4 separate regions of the Mus musculus genome follow, and all the other regions are linked to region 2. Evidence: chromatin contacts called from public capture Hi-C and promoter capture Hi-C data. All regions are on one chromosome and are shown on one strand. The core of a region is the stretch at or near the end of the contact, and the rest is flanking DNA. Distances in the headings are between cores, read along the strand shown.

Region 1 (3,617 bases), core at 712-3,211, 480 kb before region 2:
AGCCCTGGCACCTGCAGGGCAGATGCCCACATTCTCAGAGGCAGGCCAGGAAGACAAAGGACCAGCCGTTCACAGACAATGAATCTGAGGAGAGCCCCGGCCTCCATGGGCTTCTGTGGGACCTGGGTAACAGAAAGATTCCCCCTTCCCTGATGCCTCCCCCAGGAAGTCCCCAGTCCCCTTTCTCATTCTTCTCATTTGTGGGTATGGCCAGGCGGGGATCAGAGTCCTCTGTCCCTCCACTCAGCACCCTGGAATGTCAACCAGCTCCCCTTTGGCCATTTTGAAGCATGCCACGGGGCCGTTTGTAAAATGGATGAATAAATAATGAACAAACAGAATGATGGAGCAGTCCGTGGAGACCCTTTGCCTGGTCTCCCTTTGCCTTCTTGTTGGCCTTGAACCTCAGCCTAGTCCCTGTGTCTTTGTGGAACTTAACTCAACCGCCCCCCCCCCCCCCCACACACACAACACCCAAAGAGACAAGGGAGAGGTTATATTAAGGAGATCTTTGGTGGCCAGAGCCACAGCCTCTTCTTATATTATGTCCTGTCAAAGCCCCCTGTATCCCGACCATAAATAAATGGCTGTTGAAAGAGTCTGAGGGAGCCAGGTGCAGTGGTGGTGCACACCTTTAATCCCAGCACTTGGGAGGCAGAGGCAGGCAGGTCTCTGTGAGTTTGAGGCCAACCTGGTCTACAGAGCTAGTTCCAGGACAGTCAAGGCTACATGGAGAAACACTGTCTCCAAAAATCTAAAAATAAAGGGGGTGGGGATAAGAAAGAGAGAGAGAGAGAGAGAGAGAGAGAGAGAGAGAGAGAGAGAGAGAGAGAGAACAAACAAAAGAAAGGAAGGAAGGAAGAACCTGATCGGTTTCTGGAATACAGAACAAGGCATAGCATCTGGAGAATACCCAGCACCAGTGAGCAGGGCTCAGCACCAGTGGGCGGGGCTCAGCACCAGTGGGCGGGGCTCAGCACCAGTGGGCGGGGCCCAGTGCTGGTGGGTGGGGCCTGGCTGTTAAGGGTTAGGTATCATTTGGAGAATCTGTCACTCTGAACCAGTCATATAGACCTGGGGATCCAGACAGCCAGCAGCTGCAGTCCCTCAGAGCCCAGAACTCCAAGAGAACTCTCTGAGGGTACAGGGACATGGCTCCACCCACAGCCCTGCTCTCTGCTCCCTGAGAACCACACCAGCCTGTCCCTCCCATTTCCTTTTTCTCTGTCCCTCAGACCCACCGCCCTGGTTACTGAGTGAACAGGGCCTACTGTGCCAGGGCCTCATTGAATGAATGTTACTCCTTCAGGCAGTGTCCCCAGCCTCCATCAAACGTCACCAGACCCCAGGAGCTAAGAAGACTCTGTAGGGCCCTCACAGGGTCTAGGCAGGTGTCACCACCAACAATATCCACCTTCATCAGAAGTCATTCTTCCCAGGTCCCTTATGGGGGGCCTTCCCTCCTGAAAACTCTTCCTTGGAACTCCCAAGAACTCTGCTGAGCCGCGTCGGCCTGAGCACTCCCAATTCCTTCTTCCCTCGTCCTTGATCTCCTGTTTTATCTATCTTTTATCTCGTTTGTCATCATCCACCTCATAGTGCAGAGCCCAGGAGGTAAGCAACCACTCAGATGCCTGTGGGACCCCGAGGCCTGGAGTCTAGCCCGGTGCCTACCTCTGCACATGGAGTTTGAGGTTTTCTTTCCTGGCCTTCTGGGCACGGCTGCCCTTGATTCCCTGTTCTGCCGGAGGAAAGGACTGAGGCCCGTGGCTGGGACCTATCGCTTACCTGTGTGACACACATCCATTCTGAAGCCCAGGGGAAAGGTGGCCCAGCTGCTTGCCTTGCCAGCTCAGCTGCTGCTCTGGTGGGTAGCCAAGAGGACCAGTCATGGCCCCTTCCTGCCTGCCCCGCCCAGACCCTGTGGGAGGAAGTCAGCCCTGGCCACAGGGGTCTGTGCGCAGGCTCCTGACACAGAGCGCACTTCCTAAAGGCAGTTGAGTTTCACCAGTTAGCTCAGACCCTGGCATCTGAGTACTTGGAAAGTGGGGAAGCAGAAGGAAGACAGAGCTAGGGCAGGGGAGTGGGGGTGGGTGGATAAAGACAAACAGACAGACAGACAGACAGGTGGATTATGGGCCCCCACAAGCTCAGTCACAGGGGAAGAAGGTCCTAACGATGGACCTTCTCTGGGGGGCGCGGGTCTTTACCCAGCAACCTCTTTAAATATAAGCCAAAAGATTTCCCAGCTTCTAGGGTCCTCTCTGAACTCCCCTGAATCAAATCTCATTGGAGAAAAGACAAGTCATTCAGGGATGGGGGAGGGGCTTTGCTTTTTTTTTTTTTTTTAAAGAAATGCCCCCCCCCCCCCCCACGTCTCACAAAGTGTCTAATTTCCCTCTCTCCCCGGGCCGCTAGGAAACTCACCATCAAATCTGTACAATCCTTCCATGTGACTTTGTGGCCAGATCCAGTTGTTTGACCCTCAGCATCTCCACTCAGGCAGGTGTCACCACCAACAGGGTGCATGTGACTTCGGGCTAGTCAACCTATTACACCGAGTCTCATTTGGCTTGCGTCCGAAGAGAGTATGCACACTCAACCTTGGGAATGTAGAAAGAGCAGTGTAAGATTCTTGGAATGTAGTAGGTGTTCAAAAAATGATTTTCCTTTAGGCTTTAACTGCCCCCCCCCCAGCTGCCCCATTGTTGACTGCTTTGTTTCTCAGGCCTTTTCTGGTGAGTTGGTTCAGATCCTGCAGAGAAAAAGGGATGGCTGACAGAAACTTCAGTCAGAGGAGCGCTTACTCTTTGGAATTCAGGGCACATCCTGGCTCACTGATCTGTTTCCAATCTATTTAGAAGTCCAGTGAGGGCAAGGTCACATTTGTGTCCTAGTCTCTCGTAAAATGTGAGGAGAAAGGAGTGTTCAAGTGAGGATGAACTAATGAATGAGTGAATGAATGAATACACCCAGGGAAGATAGGCATGTAGTTCCTTCCTTGAGTGATGCAGACATTTCCGGCCTGGAGGTATAGGCCTGTCATCCTGGCTTCTTGGGAGACTGAGGCAGGAGGATTAAAAATTCAAGCCTGATCCAGTGAAAACCTGTCTTAAAATAAGAAACAAGAAGAGGGTTGGGGACATAGCTCATGGGTAGAGAGCTTGTCTAGCATAGCCAAGGCCCTGCACATGCACACGCACACACAGAAGTGGGGTGTGCCCCCCCCCCCACCGCCTGGAGTCTGAGCTCAACCCTGTGTCTTTGACCCAAAGTCTAGCTGAGAGAGTGGTGCAGTTTTATGTATCAACAACAGGGGGCGCCCTGGAGGCCTGGATTAATCTGGTTTACGGAATGGAGCAGGCTGGCCTCTGCAGCATTCTGGCTTTCCAGATGCCCTGTGTCTCCCACTTCTGTCCTTTCTCATCCAAGTTTGGCCACAGGACTTGCTAAGAAACAGGATCCTCCACAGGCAGCAGGAAGGTGGGAGCTAGTGCTTGCGGGTGGGGTGGGCTACAGCAGGGACAGAGAACTGGGGGAAAAGGTCCCCATTGCCACATCGAAATTCACCCTTAGGAATTTCTCCCGCCCCTGAGACCCCTCCCAGGATTACTGGT
Region 2 (3,654 bases), core at 1,021-3,520:
CTCTAGCCCCTCCCCCAAAGGAAAAAAATGTAACCTAGAGTCTCCTATGGTCTCCTTTTACTTAGTCACAAAACTGATCTGAGATAACATGGCATCCACAGCAGTGAGCATCATCTACGTGCTTCGATTTCCAGGGTCACATTAAGGGAAAGTTGCACACACAGTCTGGAGAGGTGACACAGGAAACAACCCAGGCTCGCCGTTCTGCTGAGCAAGAGAGGGCTCCTGCCTTTCCCTGCTCATAGTAGAGAGGTTTAAAAAAAAAATCAATCTCATTTATGAATGACAAGGGAAACTTGGAAAGATCCACAACTCACTTTTCCTGAAAACATTTTTACCTTTGAGATGAGTATCATGTCCCGAACCCCAGTTACCAGCCACCCTTTTCTCATCCTTTCACAAGAATCATCTTCCCAAAATGTCTACTTGTAGAAGCAAGATGTAGAATTTCACAGAAAAACTACAGAGAGTCACAGAGAAAGCTATACACAACCCCTGTTAGCCAGAAAGAAAGATCAAGAGGAAATAAGGCAGGAGATGCGTCTATCCAGACAGTAAAATAAAACAACCTCCCCTCCCCAGAAAGTGTGGAACCCATGAATAGGGGAGGAAGAACAACACATAGAAACTATGTTTGTAATTACCCATCCAGGATCTCTTCCAGGAGAAGCAGCTGATTGAAGTTTTGTGGGAATCTGACTGTGATGGGAGGACTGTATTTGAAGCTCTGGGCACGTAGAGATGGAATGAGAAGGAGGCTGAACTGGAAGAAACACCAAGGGGGGAGGGAAGAGGAGAGAGAGAGAGAGAGAGAGAGAGAGAGAGAGAGAGAGAGAGAGAGATCGCCAGCTACGCCTTCCTCCCAGCTCCAGGAGGCCCCGGCCAGCGCTCATTCCGGAACTGTGGAACAGGAGTCCGGGAGGCCAGGCAGCCCTGCGCTTGGCCCTGGCCTGGCCCGTCCGCGGACGACAGAGGCCCCGTGGCCAGGGCCCCACTCCTGGCCGGCTACAGAGCGCAGGGAGCGCACAGAGTGGGGGAGTTGTCCAGTTCAGCACCACGGCGACGCAGTAGGTGGGCGCTCCTGCTCCGAGAGCTGTCCAGTCCAGCACCGCGGCGATGCTGTAGGTGAGAGCGCCCGGTCGTGGGGAGCTGTCCACTTCAGCACTACGGCGATGCAGTAAGTGGACGAGCCCGGCCGGGGTGAGCTGTCCGTTTCAGCACCACGGCGATGCTGTAGCTGGGAGCGCCTGGCCCGGGGCTGCGCGGCCGTGAGCGGGGGAGGCGGGCGGGCCTGCCTGCTGCAAGACGCCGGCTAGCGCGCCCCATCGCTCGCTCGCTCGCTGGCTTCCGAGGAGCTTTGCGGATCGGGGGAGGGAACCCCGCCTCGATTCTCCGGGAGAAACCCCCTCCCTCCCCCACTTCGCCGACACTACCCCCGCCGCCAACAACAATAACCGCGGCTGCTCGTCCTGCCGCCACCGCGCCCGCCAACCCTGCTGCCGCTGCCGCTGCCGCCGCCGCCGCCGTTACCGCCGCCGGGGCACAACCATGGGAGGCGAGACCCCCTCACCGGTGCAGCTGAGCTCGAGGGCTTGCAGAAGACTGGGCAGTCTCCTCTGAAACGGAGGCGCCTCGAGGACCCCCTCCCTCCCCAAGGAAGAGAACTGGCGAAGCCACGGATTTTCATGGCGCAGGCCGCAGAGCCGCGAACGAAGACCGAAGGTTGCTTCCCAGCTCTTCCAGTCTCTAACTGTCTAGGTCCGGACCATGAGAGATGGTGTTGAGAATTCGGCTGTACCCTGGCGCGCTGTGGAAGCCATCTCCAAATTAGCGATCACATATGGAAACTGGAGACCAGAATTTTAGGAAAAGAGATTAAGGCATCTCACTTGGGGGGGTGGGGGGGTGTCTTTTTATTTATTTTCCCTTTTTTTAAAAAAATCGCTGCAACTGGAACAGTTTTTTGATCTCAAAAGGCAAGCCTCTCTTCCCGTGTGATCTTTATAATTTACACACTTTTCCGTGAGCTTTCTTATCTCCCTTTTTTTATATCTCTCCATATTCTCTATTCACACATATATCCATTATATTAGTAGTGGAATTACCAATCGCACCCTCACACACACGCTCCTGAGAACCAGAAGTCGGTTGGGTGTTTATATAATGAAGAATTATGGGGCTGTTTGATCGAGGTGTTCAAATGCTTTTAACCACCGTTGGTGCTTTCGCTGCCTTCAGCTTGATGACCATCGCTGTGGGAACCGACTATTGGCTGTACTCCAGAGGGGTTTGCAAGACCAAAAGTGTCAGTGAGAATGAAACCAGCAAGAAGAACGAGGAAGTTATGACCCATTCCGGATTATGGAGAACCTGCTGCCTCGAAGGTATTTGATTTCCAACCTCCTCCCCCTTCCCACGCCGCCCCTCCCCTCCACACCCCCCCCCCCGCCTCCAAATAAGTCCCCTCCACATTCCACCATTTTCCCACTTCACTCCCTCCGCCGCTGCCGCTGCAGATCAAGGTTGACTGGGTTAGTTTCAGAGGAAAGAAAATCAATAAGCAGAACCCACACTCTCTACTCTTTGGCTTCCACCCCGTCCTCCCAAACCTCCTCATTGGAATGATCTATGGTATGGTGAAAACAGGAAATTGTCTGTAGAGTTCAGATGTGCTCTGGATGCTTTGGAGTCCTTAGGGTTTGCCTTTGGGTCTGGCTTTGCCACCTATGAGGAGGGAAAAATAATTGCTTCCCTGTGTGCTGCTCAGCCTTTTGCAATGAAGGATTCAGAAAAAAATGCTCTTCCTCTTCTCTCGCTCCTCAAAAGTTACAGGCCCAGCACCATCTGCAAGTCTCCCTTTAAAAAAAGAAATCTGTTGTTTCTAAGAATCCTTATTTGGTAGATTCTAATTATTCTAGGAGCTCAAGCCGAGTTCAAGAGCATTTCGTAATGTCTACGAGCCCCGCGTACCATTCGAGGTGGCTGGCTGTGTGTATGTGTGTGTTTTTAACGTTTACGAAGTCTAAAATGCATGTGTCTCTCACAGGAAACAAGCCCAAGTTCTAATCAACAGCGGTCACTTGCGGGTTAGACCGAGCGCTGATTTGCTTCCACGCAGAGTGACATGTCTGTCACCCAGAAGCAAGTCGAGTCAGCACTGTGCAGGCAGGAGGCGAGGGCATGGAGAGGTTGAGGGGTGGAATGGGAAAAAATGGGGTGGGGGTGTCAGCTGTTGGTCTTGATCTTGCAGAGTCATTGGGGCATGTGCGCCGCATGTGCTGTGGGCTGAGGGGCTCCCACAATGTAAAGGCCAGGACACTAGGACATGAGGAAGGCATGTGCTTTTGGGATACATTAATAAACACAAGAGGGGGGAACTCTGCAGGTCATACAAGCTGCATTTAGCCACAGACTTTAATATGAAGGAGTGAATTTGCATAGCTATATCTGTCTGTGTGCAAAAGCCACCTATAGGAAGACAGACAGAGAGACACATATGCCCCTGTATGGAAAGAGGCTTGTATGTGTTCCACTGATGTGAACCAAGCCTGGAGGCCCTTTGAGGTGGCATCGGGAAGTGAGCACTGCAGAACTGTTTGTTAAGCTCAACATGGGATGGTGCTGCAGGGAGTTGGGGCCAGCAGATGGGGGAGA
Region 3 (3,789 bases), core at 1,227-3,726, 380 kb before region 2:
GGAGGGAAAGGCTAAGTCCCAGGTCTGCATGCAAAGCCAAGAGCCGCTCATCACGGCTTCCCGAGAAGCTTCCAGAAGTATTCTATGCTTGGGAAACCTGGCCTGTCAATCTCCCCGTCACCATGGATATGTCTCTTGCCTTCTACTGTTATTAAAGAATCTTCCAGGGGAGGAGGGGGGTGGGACAAGAGAGAGTCGTTAGCCATTTTCTGTGGCTGGGCCTCAGTATGTCAGAGAGTTGGAGCTTGCTGGGCCCACAGCTGTGGAGCTTCCTGAGTGTTGGCAGAGGTAGTGGGTAAGGCCTTCCTTCTGCCTCAGCACAGGTCAAAGGCGTCACATGGCTGGAGGGAGCGCCATGTTGGCTCCTGTTTCTCTTCCACATCAGTGCCATTGTAGGAAGCCACCTTCATGCCTTCACCCCCACCCTAATGGCCTCTGAGATTTCTGCTCTCACAGACAATCAATATAAGAATTTAGGGGGCTTGGATTTCTAATGCATGAACATTTAGGGGCACATTCACGCCCTGTCAAGGAGAACTGGCTTTTATCCCAAGTCTTCATGGATACCTTCCTGTGTGTCAGTCCTCACCCCAGGCTCAGGCAAGAACTGATAAGACCCTATTCCAGTCTGTCTATGAGGTTCTCCCACCCTACCCCAGACAGCTCCTCTGCAGGAAGTCTGGAGCCCTGATATAGCTATAAGGATGCGGCCATGCGGATGCCATGGGTCCAGGGATGAGTCTGTAGCTTGGTGGGCTGATAGGAGGTGGGAAGTAGTTGGAGGAGGTAGGTCTCTGGGAACATGCCTTGGACACATATCCTGTCCTCAGCCTTCTCCCCTTTCCCCACTTCCTGCTTGACAAGTCAGGGAGCAGCTTTGTTCTCTTATCATGGTGTTTCACTGTGGCAGATCTAAGACACCAGGGGCCGGGCCACCCAAAAGCCACAAGAAATCTTTCCTCCTTTAAGCTGATTTTGCCTGGGAATTTTGTCACCTCAATGAAACTAAAATAGTAATCCCATTTTACAGATTTGTGAACTGAAGTTCAGCAAGTCCAGGTCACACAGCCGGGGTGACTCTCCCTAGCAATGGCAGCCCACATACCTCCTTTCCTGGCTTGTCTCAATTCTCTTTTTAGGGTTCTTGATTTCACTCTCCAGCATCCCCAGAGTCCTGGGGATTTTGTGTGTGTGCATACGTCCCTCCATATCCCAGACAGGGCACCAACGACAGAGCAAGAAACAGCTCCACTGAAGTCTAGCTTGGTGAGCTAGTGAGTTTCTTGTGCACATTTATGGAGTAAGGGGTTGCTTACATCAGTTTGGGTGACCACCCCCCCAAGCAACTATGTTACTGGGAAGTCACAGCTGAGCATGGATGATGGCATCCCCATAGTTGTATAGATGGAGTCACTTCTTCTTTGGCTAACCTATCCTCTCTAGTGTGTAAGTACCCCTGAGTTCAGTTACACATCGCTAAAGCTGGACCTCAGGGGAGGGGTTCCTGTTACTTCTCTTCCCTTCTTGTGAGGGGATGAACATCAGCAGGTCCAATCGTGTGGCTCTCTTGTGGCAGTTACAGCTGCCCCGATGAAGATGGTAATGGCTGTTATGTCCAGAGAACAGAATTCTTACAACTCCCTTCTTTTCACAAGAGGGCAGAAGCTTGTCATATTTCCCCAAGCCTGGCATTAAAACCAAGATGAAGGGGAGATAGAAACGGGGAGTCCCTGGTCCTGTGATACAATATGTAAATAAACACCCATTCATTTACGGAGAAATTCGTGACTTCATTGTTAAAAATAAAAGCCGTGAACTGAACCCTGCCACCCTATCTCACCGAGAGAGGAAGGATTAGAACTTACAACTCGGAAAGGAAGAAAGTGATAGGAGGGCCACTCATTGGCCATCAAACTGCTTATCAAGCCTTAAAACCAGTCAGTCACCTTTGAATGCTAGCCTAAATAAAGGGCATCTCAGAGACTGAAGTAAAGGGCAGCATGTAGCGGGGGCTGGGGGATGGCTAAAATGGAGATCAGCAAAGAGGACACCTAGACTCTAGGTCCTAGAGGGATGATGTGTCTGTGGGTGGCTTTGGTGTTAGGGTGTGAGCATATGTATGTGTGTGTGTGTGTGTGTGTGTGTGTGTGTGTGTGTGTGTGCATGCGCGTGTGTGCTCATGCGTGAGCAGAAGTCGATGGTGTTAGGGTGGCATGTGTGAGATGTAGCGGGGAAGAGTAGGCAAAGAAGGGCCTGCCCCCTCAGGTTCTGTGCATAGCTAGGTCCCTGTACCACAGTAACTGTGTGAGCGTGTGTGCCACCACATTCAGTGGCTGCCCCTGGGCGTAGGAGGAGATCTTATCAGTGCTAGGTGTGTGTGGAGTTTCAGGCTACCTCATCACCCCCCATCTCTCCACCTCCCATTGGGCCTTGCCCCTCATCCTCTATACAGGAAGTGGGCTCGCCTTGGGTTTCAGTCTGTTGCTGGCCTAGCTGTTGTCTGCTACCTAAGCTGCGGAGCAGGAGATGGCCGTGGACCCAACCTCCAGCAGGACTGCAGGGAACATCTCGACACAACTCCATGTTGCAGCCAGGTGATGCCCCTGTGTGGTCCCCTGGGAGCCCTGGGCACCCCACTACCTCTTGCTGGTCCTCCCAAGGGACAGGGAGCTGGGAGGGGGCGCTCATCTCTAACTTGGTTCCCTTTGTAGTTTGTATCTGGGCTTTGATGATTAACCTTGTCTTAGGATTCCCTGGGGAAGGGGGTAGCCTGGCTGTCATGGTTTCTCCTTTAAGAATAAACCCCTTCCAATGTCAGGGCACAGTGGCTTCTTCCCAGTCTACTCTGTGGGAAGCTGTGTGCCATTTTCGCTAGGAGGGACTTCCCTGGATCCTGTGTGGGGATGTCTTAGCCCAGAAGGGTGGAGGAAAAGATTTGTAGCTCGTCAGTATTGGGAGGTGGCATGGCGTGTATGGGACAGGTGGGATTCAACGCTGACGCCTGTGGAGTTCATCTCAGCCTGGAGAATTCTCCTTAGTGAGAAAGAGAGAAGGAATCTCCCCCTGGGACCTGGCTGTCCAGTCAGCTATGTTGATTGACAGGTTTCTGAGGGCCCTAGGCTGGAGGTCAGAGGTAGAGTTCTAGCTTAGATTTGTCTCTGACATTACCGAGTGGCTAGAGAGGTTAAGGACATCGCCAGGCATGGGGCTCCGTCTCCGAGGCTGCCTGAGGTAGGAGCTTCCCACCGTTAGCTGTGTTTACAGTACTTCAGGGCCAAGGTGGGTGGCTGAGGAAGGCAGAACTACCTTTGAAGGTCCCCTTTCTTTCACACACTCCTCAGCTGAACTGAACAGCAAGAGGTGAACAGTGGTGTGTGTGTGTGTGTGTGTGTGTGTGTGTGTGTCTTTGTGAATGTGTGTGTCTCTGGAGAGGTGGCCAGAGAAAGGATCTCTGAGGTCAAAGGCCACCAGATCTGACAGACAAGCTCTTGCTTGCCGTCCGTCCTCCCTCAGTCGACCCTGTACCTCACAGACCTGTGAGGCCTTGGACTGCCCCAGCACTGGAACCTTTATCCTGGGAAACAGGCTGCTTTAGGCCCTGATCTTCCCATAGGGAAGGAGCAGTCAGTCACAGAACCTGCTCTTGTGCTGTGAGACCTCTCTGTGACATGTGTGGGTCAGTCTGACGCAGGGAGTGTGACACGACTGTCACTCATGGCTGACCCTCCTCCTCCGTCAGCATCACCACTGTACTGGAAATCAGGTGACCCAGTTAGAGCAGCCTGGGTC
Region 4 (3,736 bases), core at 1,028-3,527, 310 kb before region 2:
GTCGTGATGCCTTTTTTGTTTGTTTGTTTGTTTTTGTTTTTTTGGTATTTTTGGAGACACCAAGAGAGACTCAAAGAAAACTGACACGTCTGAGCTAGCCTGGTCCAGAGCTCAAGTGTACCGAGGAGAGCTGGTTTGGGGATGACTGTGGTCCTTGCTCTGATCTATTCCCCACCCCGATTCCACATCAGCTGGGCCCGGATATGAGCCTCCAGGGGTCTGGGAAAGGCCAAAGTTCTCCCCAACAAGCCACTGGGCCGTAGAGGCTGCCAGCTATGGGGGAGAACCACTAACTTTGCCTCCTGGCTGATGGGAAGCCCTTGCTTGGGAGACACAGAGTAAGGCCGAGAAAAAAGACCCAACCCTTCCCCCATCCAGCCTGGAGCATCACAGGCTACGCCTGGCTTGCCAGAGGCCAGGGAGGAAGGACGTACATTCCCAAAGGCTACAGATGTTTCAGGACCTGGCTGGCTTCCTTTTTACCACTTCCTGTTTCCCTGCCATTTACCCAGTGACCACGGGGGTCTGTCGGTCTTGCCGAGACCTGGAGAATGGGACTCCACTCTGGGACAGGCAGAAAATAATGGGGAAATGTAGCCACTGTCCTGGCTTCAAGACAATTTTTTTAGGCCTCCCCTGAAGGCTCCGGTAGGCTGTAGAGACCCAGACCAGCGCAATGGACCAACTCACCCTCCTCGGCCATGTCCTTGTCCAGCACCAATTTTCCATGCCTGAGGAAATTCAGGATGGGCCCGAAGTAGGTGGGGTCACGGTCAATGAGGTAGGCCCCGGTCTCATCCTGTGGAGGAGATGACCACAGGAAGTGAGGGGTGTGCAAGCTTCCCCAAGCCAGCCACCCCCACCCCTCCTAACACACACACACACACACACACATACACACATACACACACACACACATAAACTCAAGTCACCACAGGCTGGCTGGAAGAATGGCTACAGGGAGAGAGGAAGCAGGAAGAAAGCAGTAAGGATCTGGGTTCGAACCCTGCCTCTGCCTTTTCCAGGCTGTGTGACCTTGAGCCAATCATCTGGCCTCTGGAGCGTTGCTTCTTTCTCCCATAGTCAGAGGATTAGATGTGAGTATAGAGGGTGACCGGATTCCTGAGTGGCCCCTTACCTCTCTCTCAGCACAGGACCCAGTGAATTTCCCTCTTAGGAAAGTTTCCCTCTTGGAGGCTGTGTACCGCGCCCACCCCCACCCCCAGCCAACCCCACTATTCACTAGATGTTTGCAAGTTTCCAAAGAAGCTGCACTCTGATTGGACAAGTGCAGCCTGCAGGGAGGACTGGGATCTGGACAACCCAGCACAGAAGACGGAGACATCAAGGGACAGGGGACTCACCCAAGGGCACAGTGTAAGAGGGCCACAGAATGGGGGACAGGGGACTTTGACAAGCCAACTCCAGAGGCCTTGCACACTAGGAGGCCAAAGTCAGAGAGCAGGGAAGTTCCCCTCTCCTCCCGATTCCTCCCTGGTCATTTGGGAATTTGGCAGGAGAGCAGGGTGAGCCCACAAGTGATAGCTCCAAAGCCAGTGCTCTTCCCTACATTAAGCCCAGCTCCAAGACACCCAGGCCTCCTCCATCTAGTTCCTTGTACCCTTCAGCTGCCCACACCCTAAGGGCGGGGAGAAGCAGCCGCATCAACTCCTTTAAGAGTCAGCCAGGGCAGTAAGGCAGGCCCGGTTTGTTGGTCCCTCCCCAGCGCTCCACAGTAAGGAAGCGTCCCGGATCTGGGGCAGCTCTCCAAAGCTCTAAATGGCTGCGGCCTGTGCTGTCCCGTTGCCACGGCAATGGGTATAGCTATTCCTCTCGGCTCCTCTTCCTCCCCCTCCTCCTGCCTCGGCTCCCCGCCTCAGAATCCTAGGAAAGCCAGAGGCCGAGGGACGCGCAGGCGGGACAGCCCGGGAGCGCGGGGCCAGGACCCCCCTGTCAGCGGGCTCAGGGCTCACCCTGTCCGATTGAAGCTCTTCGCCCTGACACAGGCGGCTGAGGAAGGACTTCTGCTCCCGACACAGCGTCTGGCGGGTGGTCAGGAACACCGTGCCCCCCACGTTCAGCCGCACCCACTTGCCCCAGCCGCCCCCGGGGCGGCCGCCCGCCCCCACCGGTGGCGCTGCCTCCCCGGCCTCCATCCTCATCGCCGGCCGCGTTGTCTGCATCCTTCCCTCCGCACGCCGCGGGCGAGTACCAGGTGCAGGGCATGCCGGGAGCTGTAGTCTGGAGCCAGGGCTGGGATGCTCTGCGCTTGTCCTGGTGTTGCTCGGACAGCACGTCCCGCCCCACATTGCCTTTCTTGGTGATCTATCATCTGGTCTCTCCGTGTGGCCAGACTGCTTGGTTTGCAGAAGGCCCTGCGAAAACAGTGATTTCCTCATTGGCTATCCCCCCCCATTTGTTCTGCTTTGTACGGGGGCCCCAGCTGAGGAATACCTGACCTGAGAAGAACTTTCTTCCTCCAGAAATTCCTATATTTACCTGAACCTACTTTTAAAAATAGGCGCACGCGCCTGTGTGTGAGCATGTGCGTGTGTGCATATGCGTGCATGAGCCACATCAGCAGTGTTTCTTTTTTGTCCCGTGTGTGGCAAAGACCACGGGGATGAGGTATAGTCACCACCTCTTCCTAAATTCTTTGAGGATATGTAGTTGGGCTTAGGGCTGGCTGAACGTTTCTGTGTGCCAGAAGCTGTGTGAGCATACATATGACTCCTTTAAGCTTCCTGCATCCCTGCCGGGTTGCTCTGGATGCCAGTCTTGGTCTAGTCTGAATGCTACGGAGTCTGCTTAAAGAGTGAACGTTCAGAAGATGAAGTTCAGGTACTGGCTTCTCTGGTGCCACTTGGCTTCCATATGTGCTTGACCTGAAGCTTGGAGATGAGGCATGGATCGGCTCTACAAAGTGGGGAAGGGGAGTTTTAGAATAGCCCCCTCCCCCATGATGCTGAGATGCCCAGGCCCCCCAGATGCCTTTCCTTGATGGGAGTGTGGGGTGTGCAGCAGGACTGGGGAGGCTCCAAAGCTCTCAGCAAAGGAGGAATGGGCTTAGGGTTTGGAAATGGTCACTCTAGCATTGGCATTCAAGGTGATTGCTGGGCTAGCAGAATGGAGAGGAAACAGGGGAGGGGGAGGATCCTGTTTGGGGGACATGGTCACTGCTGTTCTCACCCCACTGTTCAGTGAGTTCCTGAGGACAGTTGTTCCTTTTAGGACAACACAGCAGGTACAAAAAGACCTGACTTAGGGATGGCCTAGTTTCACTTTCTGTTGATGTAATATTAACATCCTGCCAAAAGCTAACGTAGGAAGAAAATGGTTTATTTGGCTCATAATTCCATATGAGCTCTTTGCTATAGGGAAGTCTAGGTTCCAGGACCTCGAGGCAGCTAGCCACATCCACAATCAAGAGCAGAGAGAGAACAAATGTATGCTTGTACTCAGCTCACTGTCTCCACTCTTACACCGTCCTGGGCTGAAGCCTAGGGAATGGTGTCTCCCACAGTGGGCTGTGTCTTCCCACATCAATTAATGTAATCAAGACAATCTCCTACAGTCATGCCCACCTGATTCAGACAATTCATCACTAGCTCTCTTCACAGGTGATTCTAAACTGTGTCAAGCTGACCCATCACTGGGGAGGTGAGAGGGGCAAACCCCTTGCAAAGGATGGAGGTCAGATCTTCCTCCTTCGGGCTGCACATATACCTGTGATGTC

The links. Promoter capture Hi-C pulls out the DNA fragments that hold promoters and counts their contacts. Capture Hi-C pulls out chosen DNA fragments and counts their contacts.
Region 1: a contact with region 2 is called in a capture Hi-C map of embryonic stem cells, with 2.8 times the contacts expected there. The contact joins the promoter of Cyth4 here to the promoter of A730060N03Rik in region 2. A contact is called at or near these places in 3 of 39 promoter capture datasets (the 3T3-L1 cell line and liver), 2 of 484 Hi-C or Micro-C datasets (both in embryonic stem cells) and 1 of 9 other capture datasets (embryonic stem cells).
Region 3: a promoter capture Hi-C map of the C10 cell line shows a contact between it and region 2. The contact joins the promoter of Il2rb here to the promoter of A730060N03Rik in region 2. A contact is called at or near these places in 2 of 39 promoter capture datasets (the C10 cell line and embryonic stem cells) and 1 of 484 Hi-C or Micro-C datasets (bone marrow-derived macrophages).
Region 4: a promoter capture Hi-C map of hippocampal neurons shows a contact between it and region 2, with 2.3 times the contacts expected there. The contact joins the promoter of Kctd17 here to the promoter of A730060N03Rik in region 2. A contact is called at or near these places in 5 of 39 promoter capture datasets (the 3T3-L1 cell line, hematopoietic stem and progenitor cells, hippocampal neurons and 2 more), 1 of 484 Hi-C or Micro-C datasets (cerebral cortex), 2 of 115 datasets of contacts at active chromatin or transcription factors (VIP interneurons and forebrain) and 2 of 9 other capture datasets (embryonic stem cells and pancreatic islet).

What each region holds. Positions count from the first base shown.
Region 1 is chr15:78,595,391-78,599,007 of GRCm38.p6, reverse strand. It overlaps Cyth4 (cytohesin 4), which reads right to left and starts at 1,961. Exons shown (of 13, transcript NM_028195.3): 1 at 1,789-1,961. The coding sequence starts at 1,807. It overlaps Gm52186 (a long non-coding RNA gene), which reads left to right. Exons shown (of 4, transcript XR_003951538.1): 4 at 1-442.
Region 2 is chr15:78,117,411-78,121,064 of GRCm38.p6, reverse strand. It overlaps A730060N03Rik (a long non-coding RNA gene), which reads right to left and starts at 2,270. Exons shown (of 2, transcript XR_875456.2): 1 at 645-2,270. It overlaps Cacng2 (calcium channel, voltage-dependent, gamma subunit 2), which reads left to right and starts at 1,785. Exons shown (of 4, transcript NM_007583.2): 1 at 1,785-2,384. The coding sequence starts at 2,174.
Region 3 is chr15:78,493,753-78,497,541 of GRCm38.p6, reverse strand. It overlaps Il2rb (interleukin 2 receptor, beta chain), which reads left to right and starts at 2,476. Exons shown (of 10, transcript NM_008368.4): 1 at 2,476-2,594.
Region 4 is chr15:78,427,105-78,430,840 of GRCm38.p6, reverse strand. It overlaps Kctd17 (potassium channel tetramerisation domain containing 17), which reads right to left and starts at 2,277. Exons shown (of 8, transcript NM_001289671.1): 1 at 1,974-2,277; 2 at 691-799. The coding sequence starts at 2,183.